Regions from separate parts of the Hordeum vulgare genome. Here region 2 is linked to region 1. A link is a contact called in public Hi-C data. All regions are on one chromosome and are shown on one strand. The core of a region is the stretch at or near the end of the contact, and the rest is flanking DNA. Distances in the headings are between cores, read along the strand shown.

Evidence for each region. A called contact is a pair of places that touch in the nucleus more often than the background predicts.
Region 2: a Hi-C map of leaf shows a contact between it and region 1, with 2.8 times the contacts expected there. The contact joins the promoter of LOC123448126 here to the promoter of LOC123448124 in region 1. A contact is called at or near these places in 5 of 6 Hi-C or Micro-C datasets (leaf, seedling and an unstated tissue) and 1 of 1 datasets of contacts at active chromatin or transcription factors (embryo).

Annotation. Positions count from the first base shown.
Region 1 is chr4H:129,425,944-129,432,767 of MorexV3_pseudomolecules_assembly, reverse strand. It overlaps LOC123448124 (probable receptor-like protein kinase At5g18500), which reads left to right and starts at 5,305. Exons shown (of 8, transcript XM_045124899.1): 1 at 5,305-5,542; 2 at 6,538-6,824. The coding sequence starts at 6,556.
Region 2 is chr4H:129,600,041-129,606,619 of MorexV3_pseudomolecules_assembly, reverse strand. LOC123448126 (G8 domain-containing protein DDB_G0286311-like) reads right to left here and starts at 2,828. Exons shown (of 4, transcript XM_045124904.1): 1 at 2,620-2,828; 2 at 1,353-1,973; 3 at 1,209-1,254; 4 at 414-1,121. The coding sequence starts at 2,701. The coding sequence ends at 872. LOC123448125 (protein CHUP1, chloroplastic-like) reads right to left here and starts at 194. Exons shown (of 8, transcript XM_045124903.1): 1 at 88-194.

The DNA.
Region 1 (6,824 bases), core at 4,056-6,555:
ACAAGAGCCTGAATTCTTATATATGTTTTGTTTTGATTTTAAACTCATGTAGGGAAATAAAGACAGTCTTAAACTCTTGATGACAATTATTGCTAAGGCTTGCTACACTCGCAAAGTAATTTATTTTTCTTCTGTTTTACTTAGCTCATGATTCAGAGCTTGTATACAATTGATATGTTTCGTGTATAGCTTAGTTAATATTACAACTTTGTATTAGTGTGACACCTTTAATTACATTATTTCAGGGAAGAAATATATTTCAACCGAAGTTGAATTTCATTGTTTTTTGAATAGGTATGTGGCTATCTTTTTTATGTATAATGTACTTTTTACTACATCATGTTTATGTACGCAATAAGAAAAATAAATAAACGATCCGTGGCAACGCACGAACAGTCAACTAGTATTGTTCAAAAGCGGCAAAAGCTGAGGGCCATCTCTTAGGCTTTGGCTGATCTCGTTTATGAAAAAACTAGGTTAAAAACCTTAACAAGTGGGCACGTTTATGAAAAAATCTGGGTCAAAAATCAGACAAGCATCAAAACTAAAGAAGAGAAATAATAAACACCCGTAAGAAGGCATGCATTGACTAGCAGAGAGAAGGATCATCATCACAAGAAGCACACGTATCATGCGACGATGCGCGGGGCTCCCTGCCTCAGTTCCCCGATCCAGCTGACCTGGATGGGAAGGGGTGTCCCGCCACTGCTCGCAGGCTTTGCGCTAGCCCTCCTCTACAGGGGAGGGGCTAAGATGTGGTGCTGCTGCTCGACATTGTCGGCGGCAAGGTGTGGTGCTTCGATCTGGCTCGCCGGGGTCTGGCCTCATGCGGTGGTGCTTCTCAATGACGGTACAACAACGACAACGAGTGTGATGGTGGATAATGTGTGGCAAATGGCGCGATTGTTGTGTAGGGGCACGGGTCAGCGGAGGTGTTGCGTGGGAGTGGAGGTTTGCTTTTCCGAGGGAAATCTTAGCTGGTTCTTGCTGACCGACGGCGGCTGTGCCCATGGGCGTCGCTACTTGTAGTCGAGGAGTCTTGTGCAACCTCTTCTCTGGGGTCAAGATCTTTAGGCGAAAGTCAAGTTCCTATAGTTAGATCGGGCGAACGTGATGGCCCTACATCATTTTCCCCTCTTGGCAGCGTCGTCTATGAGATCTTGGTCCGATTTGCATTTCTAACAGTCTGGACATGCATGGCATCGCGGTCGGAAGGTGCCTGATCGACGGCGTGGCAGATTGGTTCGGCGTTGCGACTAGTGTGGCACGGCGATGGTGGCCAACAGAGTCGGACCATAGTTTGTCTTTTTGATGTCAATGATCTGGAGCGCCTATGTTGGTTTCTTGCTGTGACAGAGAAGTTCAAGTTGCGGTCGGCTGGGCCACTACGAGAATCGTGATTCCATGAGGGTGGTGTACTGGACAAGGTTGGTGTGAGGCTTGCAACTTTCTCCCGTGAAGATCTTCAACAAAGTCGGAGATGCCATGTCCTCGTGGCTTCGGTCGACTGTTTGGTGCTGCTTTGTTGCTTGGTGCAACCTCTAGGCAAGTGACAAGTTTGTGCTTGTCCTATGTGAAGTTAAAGTCATCAATCACCTCGATGGATGATGTTGATGACACTCTCGGTTAGCATTGATTGTCCGACTTTGTCGGTGATGGTGTCGTGATCTTTGTGTCCAGCTCGTACATGTGTGCCCTATGTGGGATTTGTAATTTAGGTTTTCGCTTGGTTTTGTTGTACTTAATCGAGTAAATTGCCAAAAACTACCACATTTCACGCAACCGTGTCCAGCAGCTACCATTTTACAATTATCAGCAAAAAACTACCAAAAGTTTTCTAATCTGTGGCAAAAAACTACCAATTTTTCTAACTGCCCTATTTAGTTCTTTTAACCGTTTTTCTGGCAATAGTGGCCCACATGTCAGGTGCCAGCGTGGCCAGCTTTGACGGACCCCCGCGCGGACGGCCGTTAACGGCGCCCGCTCGCCGTCTCTGTCGACGCTGGCGGTAAATAGGTCAGCTCTGCTCCCTCCTCACTCACTTATCCTCTCCCTCTCCCTCTTCCTCCTGCTCTGACCCTCTCACCGTCGCCGCCAGCGCCATTGTTGCCGCTAGAAGTTGAAGATGTCGTTCTGCAAAGAGGAGGAGAGCTCGGACGACGACATCTGCATGGTTTTCATGGATCAACAGCTCTTTGTAAGTACATCACAGTGGAACGAAGATAGGTTTAGGGTTAGGTCATCCAAAATGTGGATTCGAAGTTTATTTTGGTTTGATTCCAAGCTTCATTTGCAGGAAACCCCCGACACTGTGGTGGATCCATCTTTCTGTGGTTCTTTCCCTGAATCTGAGCCTACATGCATGATGCATCATCAGAGGCCGAAGAAGATGGTAGCTTTCGAAGGTTCTTTGACTCGGAGACGATTTCTAGGTTGTCCTGTGCAGCAGGTATTAAATCTTGCTGGTGGGAGATGTTAACTGCTAAATAAGTTGCTATTTGCTTAGTTTTCAGAGAGAATGAGTTAGCTAAAAACATAATATATTCAGTTTGAATGGTTAGCTGTGGTCATTTAGGTTAGCTGTGGTCTAATAACTGTTTTTATATGTTTCCTGAATTTAGGTTAGCTGTGGTCTAATAACTGTTTTTATTTTGCAGGAGAATAGAGCAATTTTCAATGGTTCCTCTAGTGCTACCCAATTACCTCCAGAAAGAGCACATCAAGACCAAAGTTCACACATCCCAGCCTCATCTGCTCCACCACTTGGTCCTAACACAACGAGAAAGAAAAAAACAGCAGCTCCAAGAGCAACATCATCAACATTTTCAACAACAGCTCCAAGAGCACCAGCATCAACAATTTCAACAGCAGCTCCAAGAGCACCAGCATCAACAACAAGGGCATCAAGAAGGGGATTCAGTGCACCTAGAACATCCAGTGGAGTTGTTGTGATATTATCAGGCAAGAGGAAGAGGAAACCTACTAGCAGATCAGCAATAAGATACTCCAGCTTCTTCTTCTCTTCCTTAAGTAGGTCCCTGTCCACCTGCACTTTCTTCATGGCCTTCCTCATGTTCTGAATGATATCTGCTTGGCTTTGAAGAATGCACCTCTGCTCCTTGGCAAGCTTCAGCTTTTCCATACTTATCTCAATCCTTGCTTGATCCTCAAGTTCTTTCTTCTTTTTATTTATTGCCTCACTGGTATAGTCCATGTCATGAGACATCTTGCCATCTTGATAGTCAAAAAGTTTGGATACATCTTCCACCAACTGGCTGTAGCTGTTTGATAGGAAGTCAATTTCCTTCTTTAGCTTCACCACCTCTTTGTCATGAGCTTGTTGATCCTTCACCCTACCAAAGTCTTGCTCCTGGTACATTTCCCAAAGCCTTGCTAGGCACCTTTGTAAAATGTCTGGCCAAGGAGCATCCACCCACTCCACCACCCCACAATTCACACCTTCATCCTACGCCCGCGGATACGTCCGGACGTGTCCGCATACAGTGACCAGGCATGGCTTAAATTTGCTACTCTGCATAGTCTCTCATATTTCAACTCCTAGATCCATGCAAAGCATAGAAAAAAACCCTATGTACTACATACTACGTACTACCCTAACTATCATCGCCGGAGATGCCCATGACTTACAGTGCTGGGCGCCGGGTAGACGGCCGCGTAGGAGGGCTCCAACTCCGTCTCCTCCTCCTCCACCTCCTCTATGTAGGCGAGCATCTCCACCTTCTCCATGACCTTCTCCGCCTCCATCTCCTACCGCCGACGACGTCTGGCCTCCGCATCTGACTCTGAGCAAATGGAATCGAGGATAGCCTGCTGCTCCACCTGTAGATTCGCGTCCCCAGCGTCCCCCACATCCTTCGCCATCTCCTTCATCAACTCCTTCCCCCCTCCTCCAACTCCTCCTCCGGATCCACGAAAGGTAGTCCTGTGGCCCTTCGGATCCAGGTCTACTCAAGGAGCCAAAGCCAGCGCTCTGACGTTAGAAAGTGGAGGCGACGCAGTGGCATGGCTTATTGACGTTGCGGCGGAGGGGATGGGGAAACGTGGAGGGGGTAGGGTTTGAGTGTCGGAGGTCGGCTTAAATAGCCATGCTAGGGACTACGTGGCCCGCCAAAACGGCGCCACACAGCGTTCACACCCTCCCACCGGAGGAGCGTTCGTGGGACCGGCGGGTTTCCGAACGATTCCGCGTGGATCCACGCTGTCAGACCGACGTGACGGGCACGGTCGGACGTCCCCATATTCGTCCCAAATTTGGGTTGGATATGTGGGGTGTCGGTCCGTCTGGGCGTTTGAGACTCGTTTAGGACGCCCATATGAATCATATTTTTGTGACCGAACGGACGGGCTCTATGGGTATTTGAGACGGGTTTGAGAGATTCAACTGTAGATGCTCTAAGGACATCTCTAGCAGATCCCTTAAAAATGATGAAATATGTAAAACGATGTTTTTAGTTTCGCGGTGTAAAAAGAACACCATAAATAGAGCCCTAAAAATAATCAAACCCGTAAACTTATTTCAGCCCCGTGAGAGTTCACTCCACGAAGCTCAGCACGCTACACCGGCGGGCGTGTCTCCTCAACCCCTTGACACAACATGAGAAGAAATAATTACCAAACCATAGGCAGCTTCGCTCATCACCTAGCCCACATCTGGTACCACTGCCACCACCTAGCGCATGCTGTCTGCACATTACCTTGCTCTTAGGTCATTGTGTTTTCATTTCTAACAAAATACTCCCCCTCTCTCTATCTAAATATTTGTAGTTAGAGATCTAAGACTATTTTTCCCTAACTATAAGTATTTAGATATAGAGAGAATAAAACACAGCCATTTACCGGATCAGTCATAGAGATTACGTACTACTTCCTCTGTTTTTAAATATAAAAACATTTTAATTTTTTATTAGAAAACTATATACAGATGTATATAGATATACTTTAAAATGTAAATTCATTCATTTTGCTTCGTATGTAGTTCCTTAATGTTATCGTTAAAAAAAACATATTTAAAAGGAAGTACAATTAATAAATTCGCAGCTTCGTATGTAGTTCCTTAATGATATCGTTAAAAAACTTATAATTAAAAGGAAGTATAATTAATAAATTCGCAGCTTGCTGTCTGGAAGCTCTTACAAATTATTAATTCCAGTTTATTGGTTGGAGCACTAGAGGGAGGTGCGGTGCGGTGCGAAGAGGGAGGAAAGGAAAGGAAAGGGTGGAGCGTGAGCGTGAGCGTGTGCGTGTGCTTTACTTTGCGTTTACCACTCACTTCGCTTGGCCGGGGTGCTTTCTTCCGCGTCACTCCCGTCCGCCCCGACCGACTGACTGCTCCTCTCTCTCTCTCTCGCCTCGCCAGTCCACTACCAACCACGCTGACAACTCCCCTTCTCCTGCCGCCACCACCTTCCAATTCCATCTCCAAATCCCCTCTTCCTTCCGCATACATTCCCTCCCCCCACTGCAATTGGGAAGCTGCCATCCTTCGTCCTCTTCCTCCTCCCGCTGCTGCGCTGGATCCCAGGTACCATATCCACCCAATTCCCCTCCATCTCTCTCTTCTTCTCGGAATGCGAGCGTCTTGGCTTACTGGATCTCACCCCTCCCCGAGCTCCTCGTTTCCCTGCTCCTCCCCCCCTCACCCTCCGCCATTACCCCTCAATGCCCGCGCTGATTCGATTTCGCCGTCCAGATTTCAGACCACAAACACTTTTCATCTCATCCTTCTCTCCAGGTTGCTCTTCAGATTTAGGAGTATATAAGTTTGGTTAACTTTGGCATTTAGGATTGGTAGCTTAAGGTAGTAATCTGTAATCCACCTCCCCTTCTCTTCTAGCTTTGCGTAGCTTGCGTGCGGCCAGCTGCTTTGTCTTGTCGGTTCCCTGAACCGTGCCCAATTTTCTGTTCCTGTGGAGAGATAGATGGTATACATCTATATCTGGTATCCATACTCAAAGGGCGGGTAGGCCTCATGTTTATTTTCTACTCTACTTATACTTCTTTGCTCTAGTGTGAACCGCATCATGATGTCTCTTCACGCTCTTTCCTTATTTAAGCCTGTAGCCATTCGATTGGACATACTTAATTCTCAACACCAAGTAAGCTCTAGGTATGGGAATGGTGGTTGGCACGTCAGTCCGCTCCACTTCATCTTGGCCACATGTCACTGCGTGTTGTTCTTTCTGCATAAGTAATAATACTACTCTAGTTTGAAGCTACATTCTTGTGCAAACTTACTTGATTTGCATTTGCTTTGCTTCCCCTCTAAATGCACGCCCAACACGCCACCTTTTGCGTGCTCTTCAGCTTGGTGGTTGCAATATAGCTTTCTCATTAATTCCCAAATCAGCAAACAGTTCCACCATTTCTTTTATACTCCGTATTAGGGTATCTCCGTGGGAACGCTACAAACAGTTTGGGACAGATGATATTAAGTGTCCACAGACCAGGCAATCAAGTTAATACAGGCAAGTGTTTCTTTGCATCTGTGACTAACATCTTCTTATCCTTTGAACGCAGGTATTTGATGATCACAACATGTCATCAAACTCCACGCTCACAGAATCACTTCATGAGAAAACAATCGTCTTTGGGCTTAAACTTTGGGTTGTGATTGGGATCTCTGTTGGGGCATCCCTCCTGGGTATTCTTCTTATCCTTGTTATATGCCTTACCGTCCAAACCTGGATCAGACGCTCACGTAGGGCATTCAAGGAGCTTCCCATGACCCAGATACCTTCTGCATTCAAAGACATCACAGAAGTCAGGGTGCCTGACCAATTTTCACCGAATGATTATGTCGTACA
Region 2 (6,579 bases), core at 1,579-4,078, 180 kb before region 1:
ATAATCATTGACAGTAATTTAAAATGATCGCATGAATTTCATCATAATATTCCTTACGAAAAAGTTATGAGGGACAAAAGGGCGCACCTTGTTTTGCAGGATGCAAGGCAAGAGACAAGCAGCTCCAAAGGAAATAATCTGATAGCAGAACAGTGGAGAGGTGCTGCTACTTATAGATGCCACGAACAGGTTGCTGATAGTGGGAAAGTAGGTGTGACATTTGGATCAAACTGAGGACCAACAATTGAATGCGCAATCTTGTATATGTATAAACAAAAAGAAAATGCCCAGCTAGCTAGCTGTTGGTGGAATGTCTCAACATTCCCCCTTCACATCACTGAACAACCAACCCAACGAAAGCAACCCAAACTCCCAAAGTGCATATCAGTCTTATGTGTCAGGGCACAGATACATCCACTGGTAAGCCACTTCTTTTATTGATAAAATGTATACAAAAGCTTCCATGTGTTACAAGTGCATGGATTGGTCATTAACATGTTGAAGAGCTACAGCTCACCTGAGTTTCAAATTGTGGTTGGACATGACATCAGAGTTGGAGATTGACCACCTAAACTCACTTAATGGCCCCAACTGCACTTCCAAGATTTTGCATGTGCTGCTTCAAGTTCAAATCATACATTCAAACTGAGCAAAATACAACAACTTGCAAGAGCAGATGTGCACATAATCAACATTTGATTTCATACACCTAGAGACTACATCCACTGGTTAATACAGGCAATAAGCGTACTTCCTACTAGCACACAATTCTGGCCTAATCATACAACCACTACAGCTAAAGGAAAAACTCTAGCTCTTTGCCATCACTTCAACTCTCACAGTTTCCAAAATTCTGGAGCAGCTTCGTTCTTCAAAATATCCCTCCAACGTATGGCAATGCAAGCGCTGAGAACAAACCTGCCCAGGACCAGCCAGAGGGCAAGATTGAGTGCCAACCATTGCCGGTGTTGGCCTCTCCTGGGAAGTCCGACCCAAAGTCCGATGATCCAGAAATGCCTGAGCCACTTGGGTTCAGCACTGATGATCCTGGATTAGAACCAGATGCACCAGTAACAGGGCTAGTGGATGATGTAGTAGGAGCAGTGGATCCAACAGTAGAGCTGCAAAGATGAAATAGTTCACCATACACATCATTGCATTAAACACGAGAGTTCCATGTGACCAGAATGCAAATTTATAATCTTCACCTCGTTGGTGAAGACATTGATGATGCCAATACACAGGTTCCTGAGCCTGCAAAGAGGAGACGCAGGCACGATATTTCAGAACACCCAACTGAAAATCCTCGATGCTATCTAGAGACCAGAAGGAGAAAATAGAGACTCTCTTACTCGGATTGGCATTGGCAAGCATTGCGGCACCCCCAAAGTCGCAGCTGGAGGGTTTAGGGTTCTTCTGGTAATAGCTGTTGAAGGCGTATGACGCGTGGGCTTCCAAGGTATTTGGATAGTAGCAGCTCCCTGATGGCTGTATCGGTGAGCAATCTGCTCCCCCAATACCGCACGCATAGTCCAGTGCATCCTGGAGCGCGGTTTCTGATGAGCCGGCCTTGGCCACGCACCAGGCTTGCTGTCCTGACACAACTGGAGCTGTGGCTGGAGTAGTGGTCGGAGCAGTAGGTGGTGTGGTGCCAACAGTAGGCACCATTGGGTTCGTCGCTGGGTTTGTCAATGGTGCTGATGGAGGGAAAGTTGAAGGGGTGGTAACAGGAATGGTGACTGGCGTGTTTGGTGCAGATGTCGAAGGGGTTGGCAATGGTAATGTGGTAGAAGGGTCATTTGAGGGGGTTGTGATAGGTGTGGGCAAAGGGTTTAATGAAGGGATTGTGATGGTAGGGTTTGTGGACGGCACGGTGATGATTGTCGGTGTTGGGTTCGTCGATGGGACTGTGATGGGCGTCGTCGGGTTGGTCACCTGAGCTGGATCCAAGTCATCATGGACAGTTGGTTTGCCTGTGTTAGCAACGATTAAGTATTCAGAGTGATTAATTAGCATGGAAGAAAGATGGAATGCTAAGTTTCATGTTCTGATAGAACAGAGGCACATGACTAAGTATACAAGAAAGTAGGTATGAGATGCATATTGCCCATGAGGGCTATGAAATGAAATCTTAGAAGAGAAATTATCGTTACATGCATGGTCAGTTGTAGGCAGGTACTAGTATGAAAAGAGAAGGAATGGGCCACACATGCATATCCCATCCCAGTATGCAGTGTATCTATACCGTGATGCTCCCCAATCTGAAGCACCACAAATCAGCACAGTTAATCTCTCCCAGTCCCAGATCGAGATGTAAACGCTGAAGTGAGTAGTATCGTGTTACTACTCCAGACACAGAGTAGGATTTGCGTACAGATTGAAGGGGAAGTTAAGTTGACAAATTAATCGTTCGTCCGTGGTATATATCACCTCAATCAAGAAAAGAAATCGTGTGCTGCAGCCGCAGGTAGAGGCGCAAGAGTACATTACCGAATCTAAAAATGTCAGCGATACTTGTGCAGATGAGCCTCCGGGACGGGGATCTAAACAGGAATTATGGTGGTGGCAGGCAGGGTTTTATGGCGACAGAGCAATTGGAGAAAGAAGAAGAGGAAGTACCTGAGACTGAGGGGAGCTCGAGGAAGAGGAGGGAGCAAGCGGGGAGGAGGAGGAAGAGGAGGAAGAGGTGGCGAACCACCATCCTCGCCGCCGACCGCTCCGCAAACAGACAAGAAAGAAGTGGGTCGCCGCCGTAGCCTCTGCTAGCGTTGTTTTTTGGGGGCTGCCCGAGGGAAGGGAAAGGTGGTGGTGGTGGTGGTAGGCACGAGAGCGAGGGATGGGCGGAAAAGGCACAAGGTGAGAGAGAGAGAAAGCACGCTCACACTCGCTGCAACATCCGTCTCGAATGGAATACTCGTATCTATCTATGCGCACCGCAACATCCGTCTCGAATACAATACCGTAAGGGCATCTTCAATGAAGAACTGTAAAAAAACTTATATTTAAAAACGGGGAGTACTTCGTTATATCTTTGATCCGATACTTTTGTTCACTTTTACAATTTAATGTAGTGTTGTATTGATCTGATAAAATGATCCGGACGTCCGTCTTTCGATAAGTCGGAGACAAATATGGAGAGCTTGCGAGAGTTCGAACATGTACTTAACCAATCGTATGCATGTCTTTCTTTTCTCCTTCCTTTCATCCGCAAGTGCATGGGTTTTCTTTTCCTCCTTCCCAACCGGATACTAAACCACAAATATCTTCACTAAATGCATGGTCCCCATCTACTTTTTCTCCTCATAGTCGGATACTTTGTATTTAGCGTTGGATGACTCCCTTCAGTATCATTATCGTGGATCACTTTTGAACATAAAAACTGACATTTACCTAAGGAATTTACAAGTCGGTGTTGGAGATGCCTAAACCATATGCATCGCACCAAGAAAAATGTTGTTAAGGCATCTTCAATGCTCATCCTCAAAGTGCATCGGTCCATCTATTTGGACCGAACGGTTTATACACATTCTTGCCATCTAAGAGCTTCTTCAACGTTCACCTGTAAATTCTCTCTGGCATCTGTCCACGGACAGAGGGATCTTTCACGGACACTGATGGTGCCATCCAAACTAACCGTGTACATTTCAACAACTATTGGAACTAAACGTTTAAAATTCATGCAAACCGACCAGATTTTCAAATAAACGGAAAAGATTCATGCAAACACGATAGATTTTATATGAACATGACAAAAATCATTACATTTGAGACATATACTTCAACTAAAAGTGGAACCCGTCCGACTCTTAAGGTATAATTTCCTAATCTAAATGATTGTCGGCGCCCATTCCCCATCGGACTGCGACGAGCCTTGAGAATTGAAGCTCCGACACTTGCCTTCGCCTTCTCTAGCTCTGCCTATGTAGCTTGAACGGCTAATCGGCCGACGATTATTAGCCCGCCAAGCTTCGCTTCGAGCGAAGGGAAGAGCGCTGGCCTTCCTCAGACCCGAGCGGCGGCGACTACTACTTGTGATGGCATTGGTATTTTCTTCGAAGAGGAAGGGTTATGTAGTAAAGAAGCGAAAATTATTTTCCTCGATTAGGAAGACCAACAGGAAACCACGCAAACAAACAATCAACAGTACCTACACACACAAGAACAAATACTTGCACCTAATGCGGGTAAGAGGGTCATCAAGCCCTTGTACTCGTTAATTGAAAGAATTAAATCTAATGGTATATGATAGATAAATATAAACCAAAGGATAATAGATGGCAACAAATATTTTTATATGTTTTTGGAATATATAATAAATGACAGCAAGATTGATGAAGACGGCCTCTGTGATGGATTCCCCCTCCGACAGAGTATCGGAAAAGGCCTCCAGATAGGATTGCGGAGGAATAGAGACTTGCGTGGCGGAAAAATTGTTTCGGATGCTCCCCTAGGATTTTTTGAAAATATGAGAATTTATAGGCAAGAGAGGCGGCGCATTGTACCCACGAGTGAGTCACGAAGGGGGAGGGCACGCCCCTAGCCTTGTCACTTCCTCGTGCAGCGTCTAGACTCCCTTCGAATCTTTCATGTCTTCTTTTGGTCTAAGAAAAATCATCAAAAAAATTCGTCGCGTTTAGACTCCGTTTGGTACACATTTTCTGAAAAGCCAAAAACACTTAGAAAAAAACTAGCACCGGGCACTAAGTTAATAGGTTAGTGCCCCAAAAAGATATAAAATGGTATATAAAGCATACAAGACTAATAAAATAATAGCAGGAAATAATCAAAAATTATAGATACGTTGGAGACGTATTTGTTGGAAATATGCCCTAGAGGCAATAATAAATTAGTAATTATTATATTTCCTTGTTCATAATAATCGTATATTATCCATGCTAGAATTGTATTGATTGGAAACTCAAATACATGTGTGGATACATAGACAACACATTGTCCCTAGTGAGCCTCTAATTGACTAGTTCGTTGATCAAAGATGGTCAAGGTTTCCTGGCCATAGGCAAGTGTTGTCACTTGATAACGGGATCACATCATTAGGAGAATCATGTGATGGACAAGACCCAAATTATATACGTAGCATATTGATCGTGTCATTTTATCGCTATTGTTTTCTGCGTGTCAAGTATTTGTTCCTATGACCATGAGATCATATAATTCACTGGCACCGGAGGAATACCTTGTGTGCATAAAACGTCATAACGTAACTGGGTGACTATAAAGGTGTTCTACAGGTATCTCCGAAGGTGTCCGTTGAGTTAGTATGGATCAAGACTGGGATTTGTCACTCCGTGTGACAAAGAGGTGTCTCGGGGCCCACTCGGTAATACAACATCACACACAAGCCTTACAAGCAATGTGACTTAGTGTAAGTCACGGGATCTTGTATTACGAACGAGAAAAGAGACTTGCCGGTAACGAGATTGAAATAGGTATGCGGATACCGACGATCGAATCGCGGGCAAGTAACATACCGAAGGACAAAGGGAATGACATACATGATTGCCTGAATCCTTGACACTGAGGTTCAATCAATAAGTTATTCGGAGAATATGTAGGATCCTATATGGGCATCCAGGTTCCGCTATTGGATATTGACCGAGGAGTACCTCAGGGCATGTCTGCATAGTTCTCGAACCCGCAGGGTGTGCACACTTAAGGTTCGGCGATGCTTTAGTATAACTGAGTTATATGTGTGGTTACCGAATGTTGTTCGGAGTCCCGGATGAGATCACGAACGTCACGAGGGCTTCCGGAATGGTCCGAAGACGAAGATTGATATATCGGATGACCTCATTTGGTTACCGGAAAGTTTTCGGGCATTATCGGGAATGTACCGGGAATGACGAATGGGTTCCGGATGTTCACCGGGAGGGGCCAGCTCACCCGGAGAAGCCCATAGGCCTAGGGGTGCCGCACCATCCCTTAGTGGGCTGGTGGGACGGCCCAAAAGGACCCTATGCGCAGGAGATAGAAAATCAAAGAGAAAAGAAAAAAAGGTGGGAAGGAAGGGAAGGACTCCACCTTCCAATCCTAGTTGGACAAGGATTGGAGGTGGACTCCTCCACCTCCTTGGCGGGCGGACCCTTGGGGTCTCGGACCCCAAGGCAAGCCTCCCCTCCCCTCCTCCTATATATAGTGGGGTTCTAGGGCTGATTTTAGACAACTTTTGCCACGGCAGCCCGACCACAAACACCACATTTTTTCCTCTAGATCGTATTTATGCGGAGCTCGGGCGGAGCCCTGCAGGAGTAGATCCTTCACCACCACCAAAGCACCGTCACGCTGCCGGCGAACTCATCTACTTCTCTGTCTCTCTTGCTGGATCAAGAAGGCCGAGATCATCGTCAAGCTGTACGTGTGCTGAACGCGGAGGTGCCGTCCGTTCTGCACTAGATCGGAGTGGATCGTGGGACGGATCGCGGGATGGTTCGTGGGACGGTTCGCAGGGCGGATCGAGGGACGTGAGGACGTTCCACTACATCAACGGTGTTTCTTAACGCTTCCTGCTGTGCGATCTACAAGGGTACGTAGATCCAAATCTCCTCTCGTAGATGGACATCA